Linked DNA regions of Hordeum vulgare: region 1 is linked to region 2. Evidence: chromatin contacts called from public Hi-C data. All regions are on one chromosome and are shown on one strand. Each heading gives the region's core, a stretch centred on a gene start, on an enhancer-like site or on the middle of the called end of the contact. The rest is flanking DNA. Distances are from core to core; before and after follow the strand shown.

Region 1 (4,691 bases), core at 396-2,895, 180 kb before region 2:
ATCGTTGAACGTACCTTTTGCAATGCAAGCTTATCACCATATCGAAGGAGAAAACCAAAAGCACAAATGAACTCCCGGCTAAAACATGGGATGACCATCTATTGAATTTGGAGTTAGCGATCTGTTAGAATAATCCAAGGCTTTCCGTCGATCTACTGAGGACCAAGCAATCCATTGCAAGAGGTATATCTGTGTGCGTAGCATGTTCAGATATATATTAACTCTCCTTCGATATGGTGACAAGCTTATCACCATATCCAAGCTTGTAATTTCAGAAAACGAAAGCTCTCTATTTCGGGTGAAATGACATATATTTTGAAAAGGAGGTCCCTATCCTTCGAGGTTGGTGTCTCCGCCCCTTCAAAAAGCCGGTTCACAAGCTGCGGATCCAATGTATGATGGAAAAATCTTTAATAAAAGAATGGACGTGAGAGACGCTTTGTACTGTTTGTATTGTTACTTCTAAAGTTTCCATTTTAGTGTAACTCCAGCCTTTTCAGCTTTGCTCCCGAATAGAGAAAGAAGACCTATCTTTACTGACTCAACTAAGGTATTAGTGTTTGTTCCATTAGACAAAAAAAATTGCATTTTTTGCACTTCGTTCAAATAAGAGTTGTAGCCGTACCGAATTATCCTCTTTCTCGGTATGATCTCTATCATCATTTCTATTCGCTTTAACAATTTGCCTATCCTACCTAGGTCTATGAATTTCTCTATCCGTGGGTTCCATGATGTTAGCTGCATAGACCTTGAAAAACACATCAAGATGGAATATGATCTAAAATTTCAGTTATGTGTGGCACAGTCTCCACGAAAACACACATCTGATGCAAAAAATAATAATATGAAAACAATACACTAGACTTGATCTGTTATAGTAACCTTCCCGTGCTAAAGAGACTGCTAGAGGCGGGGGAATTAAGGAAGGGGATTTCTTTTTTACTATAGTTTTTGCCAATTTTCCTTATGGCACTCTAGATTTTGAAATTTCAGTTTTGTCACTGTTAGCTTTTGAGAATTATCACATTTGTCATTCCATGGCATAAACAAGATAATTTTATTTCAATTTTTTCAATCTTAAATTTTGATGATGTATCACAATTGCCACTTCATAATTTTTGTTTATGTCATAGAATGAAAAGTGTGATAACTGTCAAAAGTTAAGTATGTCAAAAGTGAAATGTTAAAATCTAGAGTGGCATAAGGAAACTGGGCAAAAGCAAGAGTGGCAAAAACAAAATATTTCCATTGAGGAAACATAGTAAGAAAAAAAAGTTGCAATCTTGACTACGGTCTTGTCTTTTTATCTCAGTCTTTTTTTTTTTTGAATAAAAGGGGTTTCCCCTGCCCCATTTTATAACATGAAGCAAGAAAGGCAAAGATTATCTCAGTCTTTTGAGCGGTATTTTTTTATCTCGGTTTTTTTACTTTCTTTTTAATCTCGGATGAAACTGTCTTTTAAAAAAAATGACCGTGTTTTTTAGAAGAATTTTGTCTGCGTGGCGTGTTGCATTGCTGCAAGAGGGCCAACTCGTTTGCTATTCAAGCTGGAAGCCCAAAAGTACGCCGCACAATAAGATCAGTCGCCACAGCCCAGCCCAGCCCAGCCCACGGAAGGTATAGCCTCCCCCTTCGCACACCGCACTCCCCACCAACATTTCCTGCTTATTCGGCAGAACCCTAGCCGCCGCGCCGCCCCAAGAACCGGGAAAGGGAGGCGACGATCCGGTGAGCCCCTCCTCGTCGTCGAATCCCGCCACCTCGTAAGCCGCTCCTCTCCCCCGATCTTCTCCCTCGCTTTAATCCCCAAAACGGGTGGTTCCTGCCCTGCAACACAATGACCTCCGCGCTGATCTGATTCGGTCGTCTCCAGCTTTACCTTCGCCGGCAGGGATGGGCGGGAAGGCGAAGCGGGCGTCCATCTTCATCAGGCTCGTGTCGGCCGCCGGCACGGGGTTCTTCTACGTGAAGCGCAAGAACCCTCGCCGGATCACGGAGAAGCTCGAGTTCAGGAAGTACGACCCCCGCGTCAACAAGCACGTCCTCTTCACGGAGGCCAAGATGAAGTGACCCCCCGCGCGCGCGCGCAAGGCCTTCGCCGGAAGATGGAATAACGCCGTCGAGTACTGTAACGAACCTCAGAGAGGAGCTTCATCTGTTCTTGCTCGTATTGTTTTTTTTTCCTTTTGCCTGTACTGTCGATGTGCTGAGCTCATCTGTTCCTTCCTGCTGCTGATCCAAGTCCATTGCATCCCCATCCATGAAGCTACTGGTCCAGGTCCCTGTTGCTGTACTGTTGCCGTGTTCTCTCCCTCCCTGGCATCGTCTAGACGGATTTGACATTTCGCCTGTCTGTGTAACTTGCTTTCTTGGTCCAACAGAACGTCGGTGACTATTTGGCATTTGTGGAAACTAAAAATGGAAGTGGTGGTCGGCCACCTGATTTGAGGTTGTAGCGTACTGATGAATGCGCGCAGCATCTTCATTCATACAAATTCCGTGTGAAGCTAGCGCTTTGCTCGGCGGTTATATGAGCTGGTCAGTAAACTTCGCCATGTTAGTAGGTTGCCCTAGCATTCAGATAAATTTCTCCGTGATTAGATCAGATGGATTTTGTAAATTCATTGATCAGAGGAACATGGGCGAGTGGGGCGAGTGGACAACAGGACGGTGCAGGCTCGGGGAACCAGGGGCCATGTTCTTGTCCACCTGATTCTAGTGGCAGCATACGGCTATGCAAAGACAGAGACATCGCAGCAACAATGCTCAGCATTCAAACAAAAGACACGGCAAAAACGGAAATAGGTCATGTGTCAAATCGACACCATCTCTCATCAGAGCAGATACTGTACTGGACTCACTGTGCCCAAAGAATCCAGAAATAGGCAATGCCTTTACTCACTCCCTATGCCTGTTGGTAGTTAGAGCGTAGTACCCTTAGATCCTTAAAAATAACTGTTTTTTTTACAGCATGCGAGCAAACAACGCGTAGACTAGAACCCCTTAATCCTCAAACCCTTAAAAAAAAAATTAAGGATCCAACCCTTAAACTTTCTCCCAACCTGTAAAGGCGAGGGTTGGAAAGCGAAAATAACCCCAATCCTCACTTCGATCCATCCTAGCGCGGGAGGGAACAGTTCCCTCCCGCGCCCACCCGATCACCGGCGGCCGCCTCTCCGGCTGTCGCGGCCTCCCCTCCACCTTCCGAGCCGCCCCCTGCCTCGACCTTCCCCGTCGCCTCCTCCTCCTCGACCTCCTCCGCCGCCGCCCGCCTCGGCCTCCCCAGCCGCCGTCTTCGCCTCCCGCCCGCCTCGACCTCCCCAGCCGCCGCCCGCCTCGACCTCCCCGGCCGCCTCCGTCGCCCCCCGCGCCCTCCGCCTCCCGCAGCAAGAGGCCGCCCCGAGCTCTCCTCGCTGACCCGCAGGAATATTCCGTTATAAGGGTTGGGTCTGAGGGTTCTAGTCTTTGTTCCTGTTTTTCAACCCTTAAAAGTGTCAAAAAATACCAATTTTCAACCCTTAAACTACTTTGAGAATTTGAGGGTACTACAAGAGATGCTCTTAGACCATTTGAGGTCGGCGTGTCTTATGGAACCATTTCACCCTTCCATTCATCCTCCTTGATACCATCAAGTAACAGGCAAAGCTTTAGACCTTCTTAGGATGGGAGATAATTGGGTCAAATCATGCCGGAAGAGGCCTTGCAATAATTGGTCCTATTCATTTTTTTATTAAACTCTTGGTCCAACTATTTATTTGATGAATGAAACAAATCTTTTACCTCTGTTTAAATAAATATTGCTTTATGGTTGCAGCATACTGCATATTACTGATGAATGTGTGGAACATCACTGCCTTCTTGCTAATTTCGTGTGATACTAATTCTTGTCTTGAAATTAAAACTTTCAAGAGGAGGCCTTAGCCATCTAGAGGAGAATCGTGAAAGTGAATTCTAAGTTATATACCATTGCTGTTTCTTGAAAAAAAATGTTGTTGTTAGTTCGCCCCCATAAAGCCAGCAGAAGATTCCACGAATCTGATATTTTTCTCTTTATCCACGTTTTCTATAGCAACAGTGAACAAATAGTGAACGTTGAGAACATTTAGCATGTACTCCTCGCCCGTTTTTAAATATAAGTTTTTTTTAGATATTTCACTAGAGGACTACATATGGAGCAAAATGAATGAATCTATATTCTAAAGTATGTCTATATACATCTGTATGTAGTCTTTTAATGAAACCTTCAAAAAAACTTATATTTAAGAATGAAGGGAGTATACCTATATACCTGATGCACCTCATAGATCTTTGTAAAGTTGAGGTTGTGACCCACCTTGTACGTCATATATATGCGCGTTTGCATCACATCAATACGATCGATACGCCGAGAGTTGAATCATATTTATCTACATGGTATTAGCCTTCCCACGATCCATACCATAGCCGTCGTCGTCGCTGCCGCTAACTACTGCCCCACCGCCTCCTTCGTCTGCCACACGCGCCTCCCACCACCTGCGCCGCTGGCCTCCTCCATTTGTCATCCCGCCCTTTCTCCCACGCACCTCTTCATCCTCTCTCCTAACCCTAGATCACCACCACTTGCGCCGCCCTAACCCTAACCCCACTCGCGCCGCCGCTCCCTCCTGCCACCGCCATGTCTTCCTCCGGCCGCAGCAACAACCCCTTCGGTT
Region 2 (5,154 bases), core at 2,614-5,113:
AAGGATCAGATTCAACCATAGTGATTAACTCAGGGTTGATAGAGAATTCATAGTCCTTATCGATTACGAAGATGGGTGAAGTAGCAAACTTAGGATCGTATTTCATTCTAGCATTCAGAGATTTTTCCTTCCACTTGCGCAATAAATTCTCAAGATCATAGCTATCCTTACAAGCAAGAAAGTCCTCAGCTACCTCTACCTCCATAACATAACCCTCAGGTATATCAGGCAACTCATATCTAGGAGAGCTAGTTCTAACAGGTGAAACAACAGGTTCTACTTCAATAATTTCAGTAGTTTCAGAAGTATCATCACATTCAGCAGCAACTCTAGCAATTTGTGCATCAAGAAATGCACCTAGAGGCAAAGCAGTATCAAGCAAAGCATCATCATAAGCATCATGGATAGCAGAAGTGGCATCATCAAGCACATAACTGAAGGTGAATCAAGTGCAGAGCTAGATGACAGTTCCTTACCTGTCCTCGTAGTTGAGGGCAAGACTTTAGTTTTTGGATCTCTCAGATTCCTCATAGTGATCAACAGACGTAAATCCCAAGTGACTTAGAGAATAGAGCTAGGCCTCCCCGGCAACGGCGCCAGAAAATAGTCTTGATAACCCACAAGTATAGGGGATCACAACCGTTTTCGAGGGTAGAGTATTCAACCCAAATTTGTTGATTCAACACAAGGGGAAGCCAAAGAATATTCTCGAGTATTAGCAGTTGAGTTGTCAATTCAACCACACCTGAAAGACTTAGTATCTGCAGCAAAGTTTCAGTAGCAAAGCAGTGTGATAGTAACGGCACCAGCGGTAACAGTAACAGTAGTGACAACAGTAGCGATAACAGTAGCAACAGTGACAACAGTAGCGGTAAAGTAACGTAGCAAGGACCAGTAGGAAAAGACTCGTAGGCATTGGATCGGTGATGGATAATTATGCCGGATTACATTCATCATGTAACATTTATAACATGGGGTGATTTGTAAGTAGCTCCAGTTCGTCTATGTAATGTAGGCATGCATTCCGTATATAGTCATACGTGCTTATGGAAAAGAACTTGCATGACGTCTATTGTTCATCCCTCCCGTGGCAGCGGGGTCCTAATGGAAACTAAGGGATATTAAGGTTCTCCTTTTAATAGAGAACCGGAACAAAGCATTAGCACATAGTGAATAACATGAAGTCCTCATACTATGGTCATCTCCGGGAGTGGTTCCGGCTATTGTCACTTCGGGGTTGCCGGGTCATAGCACATAGTAGGTGACTACAACTTGCAAGATTGGATCAAGAACACACATATATTGATGAAAACATAATAGGTTCAGATCTGAAATCATGGCACTCGGGCCCTAGTGACAAGCATTAAGCATGGCAAAGTAGTAGCAACATCAATCTCAGAACATAGTGGATACTAGGGATCAATCCCCATCAAAACTAACTCGATTACATGATAGATCTCATCCAACTCATCACCGTCCAGCAAGCCTACGATGAGATTACTCACGAACGGTGAAGAGCATCATGGAATTGGCGATGAAGGATGGTTGGTGATGACGAAGGCGTCGATTCCCCCTCTCCGGAGCCCAGAACGGACTCCAGATGTGCCCTCCAGAGGAAGAAGAGGTGGTGGCGGCGGCTCCGTATCGTAAAACGCGATGAACTTTTCTCCTTGATTTTTTTTCCGGTCGAAGGAGAATATATAGAGCTGGAATTGGAGGATGCGGAGCCACGTGGGGCTCACAAGCCTGCGAGGCTCGGCCGGGGGGGGGGCTGGTGGGCTTGTGAGCTCGTGGCTCCGTCCCTCCACGTGATTCTTGCGCCAGTATTTTTTATATATTCCGTAAAAAATCCTCCTAAATTTCGAGGTCATTCCGAGAACTTCTATTTCTGCGCAAAAACAACACCATGGCAATTATGCTAAAAACAATGTCAGTCCGGGTTAGTTCCATTCAAATCATGCAAATTAGAGACCAAAACAAGGGCAAAAGAGTTTGGAAAAGTAGATACGATGGAGACGTATCAGCCGCTGCGTAACAAGCACTCACCAATGGCGACATCTCGCAGGCGGGCCCCAACTCCTAATGGGACCCAACAGCCGGTGGGCCCCTACTTGCGACAAGACTTCTCCAACCAGTGGGCCCTTTGGTCGGCTCGAGAGGCTTCCAGTGGGTCCCGCCCGGTACCCTTTATACTTATTGTAAGCCACGGGGTTGTCATATAAAACCCATTGGTAGTGCCCCATGCAAGGGGTCGGCTGATCACACACTCACACCACACAAGAGAGGCAAAGAGAGCTCCCAGCTCCTTCTTCCTCCTCCATCATACAACTCAAGGAGCATACGGTAGCCCCATCCGGTTTATCAACCAACACAAGCAGGATTAGGGGTGTTACCTCCCACAGAGGGCCCGAAACGTGGGTACATCGCGTGTCTCGCACCGCTGGTCCCCAATCCTGTTTCCGGAGCCTGCTGGCGTTCTTACGGTCCCAACCACGTATGATTAGCCACCCCATCGCATCTTTCGTGAGAAGACGACGACACTCTCCGGCAGAGAGATTCTGTCGGGGAAACTTCTCTCTGGGAGGGGGAAATCAAAGCCATCGTCATCACCAACGCTCCCTCCTTCGTGGGAGGACCAATCTTCATCAACATATTCACTAGGACCATCTCATCTCCAACCCTAGTTCATCTCTTGTATTCAATACATGTCTCAAAACCTCAAATTGGTACATGTGGGTTACTAGTTGTATTGATTACATCTTGTAGTTGATGCTTGTTGAATTACTTGGTGGAAGCTATTATGTTGAGATCCTTAATTATTATTGTTACACCTCCGATCTTGAACATGTTGATGATGTGTGAGTAGTAATTATTGTTTCCCAGGACATGGGAGAAGTCTTGTCATAAGTAATCATATAAAGTTGGTATTCGTTTGATATTTTGATGATACGAATGTTGTTACTTCTCTTAATGGTGTCATGTAAACGTCGACTATAAGACATCGAAAACACGTGTGAAAAAGTTAAATAAAAAGAAAATAAATAAACGTTTAAACGTGACACGTGACGACGGTTGAGAACGCGCAAAATGACGACGTCTGAAAATGATTGTTGGGAGGCTCTTGAAGAAGCACTCGTCAACTAATTGCTCTTATGAACGTCATGACAGCTGGTCCGGCTGAAAGCCCATGACCATGAAGCAACCTTTTGTGCTCTGATATTCTGAACGTGTTGTTTTAATAGTGTTTCAAATTTGGGACCTCCTATGTGACGCCTTCAGCGTCGGTTAGGGAAACCCGAGCCTGCAGCGCTCCTCCTCGTGGACCAGTCCATATAGAATGCCTTGGTCATTAAAAAATAAAAAAACATAGAATTTCAAAAAATTCAGATTTGCGAAAAAGTTCAATGATTAAGAAAATATGTTCACCGATTTTGAAAATATGTTCATTGATTTTCAAAAAATTCAAAGGATTAAAAAAAATCATAAATTTTCAAAAAAAGATCATCAGTTTTAAAAAAAATAGTTCATAAATTTTGAAAAAAGTTCACGAATTTTAAATTACGTTCATTGATTTTTTTAAAAAATCATCAATTTAAAAAATAGTCCATGAACTAAAGTACAGACCGGATTTCTAAATGGACCGGCCTATTATAAAGTGCTGCAGGCGTCGGTTAGCAAAATTTGCATGTAATCTACACCGGTGGCGCTAAATAGGGTTTGCCTCCAAATCCATTCCTCTTCTTCCTCCACGCATCGCCTCAAAAAGAAAAAGGAAAAAAAAAAACAGCAGCGGCGAGGAGGCGGGGGAGTCGAGGGACCGGCGGGAAGGAGGAGTCGGGGAAACGGCGGGAAGTGACGATGCCCAGGAGCTGTCCGCGCCCCACGCGCGGGATGCGCAGGCCGCCGCCTCGCTGGTGGCCATTTCGGGGTCGGGGATGCGGTCGGCCTCCACCTCGTCCTCGGCAGCAGGGTGATGGCTGGCTGGTGGCGCGAGGAAAAGCTCGTGCACGGCGTCGAGGTGGTGCCCTTCCTTCTCCTCTCTCATTTCCCTCCGGTCTCCTCTCTCGATCCCGTTTCTCTGCATCGCTTGGGGTTGGAGATGGCGAGCCGTGGCGGCGCGGAACGGGGGCACGGGCATAGGAGGAGGCCCGAGGAGCTTGGGGGCGGCGCTTGAGCGCGAACTCGAGGCCGGAGATCCCGCCCTCCCCATCCTCTCCCGCTAATTTGGCCCTCCGCCGAAGAAAATCTTCCTCCATGTACTGAACCACAGAGCATGAACTCCGTTGAGTCCGGCGGCTATTGTCTAGCCCCCGAACAAAACTGTAACGCGTCGCTCCGTCACGGCTCCTCAGCACGACGATTTTCCAGAGAACCGGACCGGCATTTTCATTTCGAAAAAATAGAGAACCGGACCGGGCCGATGAGGACCCTATCTTAAATCTCCACCGTTCCACCCTTATCAACCCACGCCCCCAACCCCTTTCGTTATCTTTCCCTCCCTCTCTTAGGCTCCTCTGCTCCCTACTGCTGTTGGCTGTTGCTGCTACACCTTCTGCTCCTGCACTCCGTTCCATCCCAGTAATGCTTAGCTTGTAGCCAGTGCACCCACCCCATCCCAGCTGCCTCTCTCCTTACCTTAGCCGATTGCTTGGGAAATTGACTTTCCATTTTGCCTCCTGGGGCCGTCAGTTCATCCTTGCCGGTAGACTGTCAAGAGCAGCAGAGCGCCAGGCCATTAGTAAATTCTTGGAGCTGCTATTTATTACTGTATTTGGTTTCATATGTCTTTGTATGAGTGTGTGTGTTTGCATGAATTCACAGCTGTGTGGCCTTTTCTTGGCGATTTTTGTTTTAGCGTGCGCTTAATCGATATCCCTGGTTCCTTCTGTGTTTCGATATGCTCAGCGCATAACATTGTCCGTGCCTCCCTCGTTGTGCAGTGTGGGCATGGAACAGCGAATGCTGCTTCTCAGCTAAGCTCTCTTAAATTGTGCCCATTGGAAATTGGATATCCTTTCAATGGTCGTGTATATTTCCAATTCCCAGAACATCTCTCTCTTATTGTGAACTAGTTATGCGGAATCCAGAATTTTTAGCATTTCTGCCCGTGTCATGGTAAATTAGCCTCTTGACTTCTTGAGTCTGTTCCCATGC

Evidence for each region. A called contact is a pair of places that touch in the nucleus more often than the background predicts.
Region 1: a Hi-C map of leaf shows a contact between it and region 2, with 2.9 times the contacts expected there. The contact joins the promoter of LOC123444473 here to the promoter of LOC123444471 in region 2. A contact is called at or near these places in 3 of 6 Hi-C or Micro-C datasets (leaf and seedling) and 1 of 1 datasets of contacts at active chromatin or transcription factors (embryo).

Annotation. Positions count from the first base shown.
Region 1 is chr3H:497,488,363-497,493,053 of MorexV3_pseudomolecules_assembly, reverse strand. LOC123444473 (50S ribosomal protein L33-like) reads left to right here and starts at 1,645. Exons shown (of 2, transcript XM_045121191.1): 1 at 1,645-1,763; 2 at 1,874-2,455. The coding sequence starts at 1,894. The coding sequence ends at 2,070.
Region 2 is chr3H:497,310,503-497,315,656 of MorexV3_pseudomolecules_assembly, reverse strand. It overlaps LOC123444471 (protein TSS-like), which reads left to right and starts at 3,863. Exons shown (of 26, transcript XM_045121187.1): 1 at 3,863-4,018.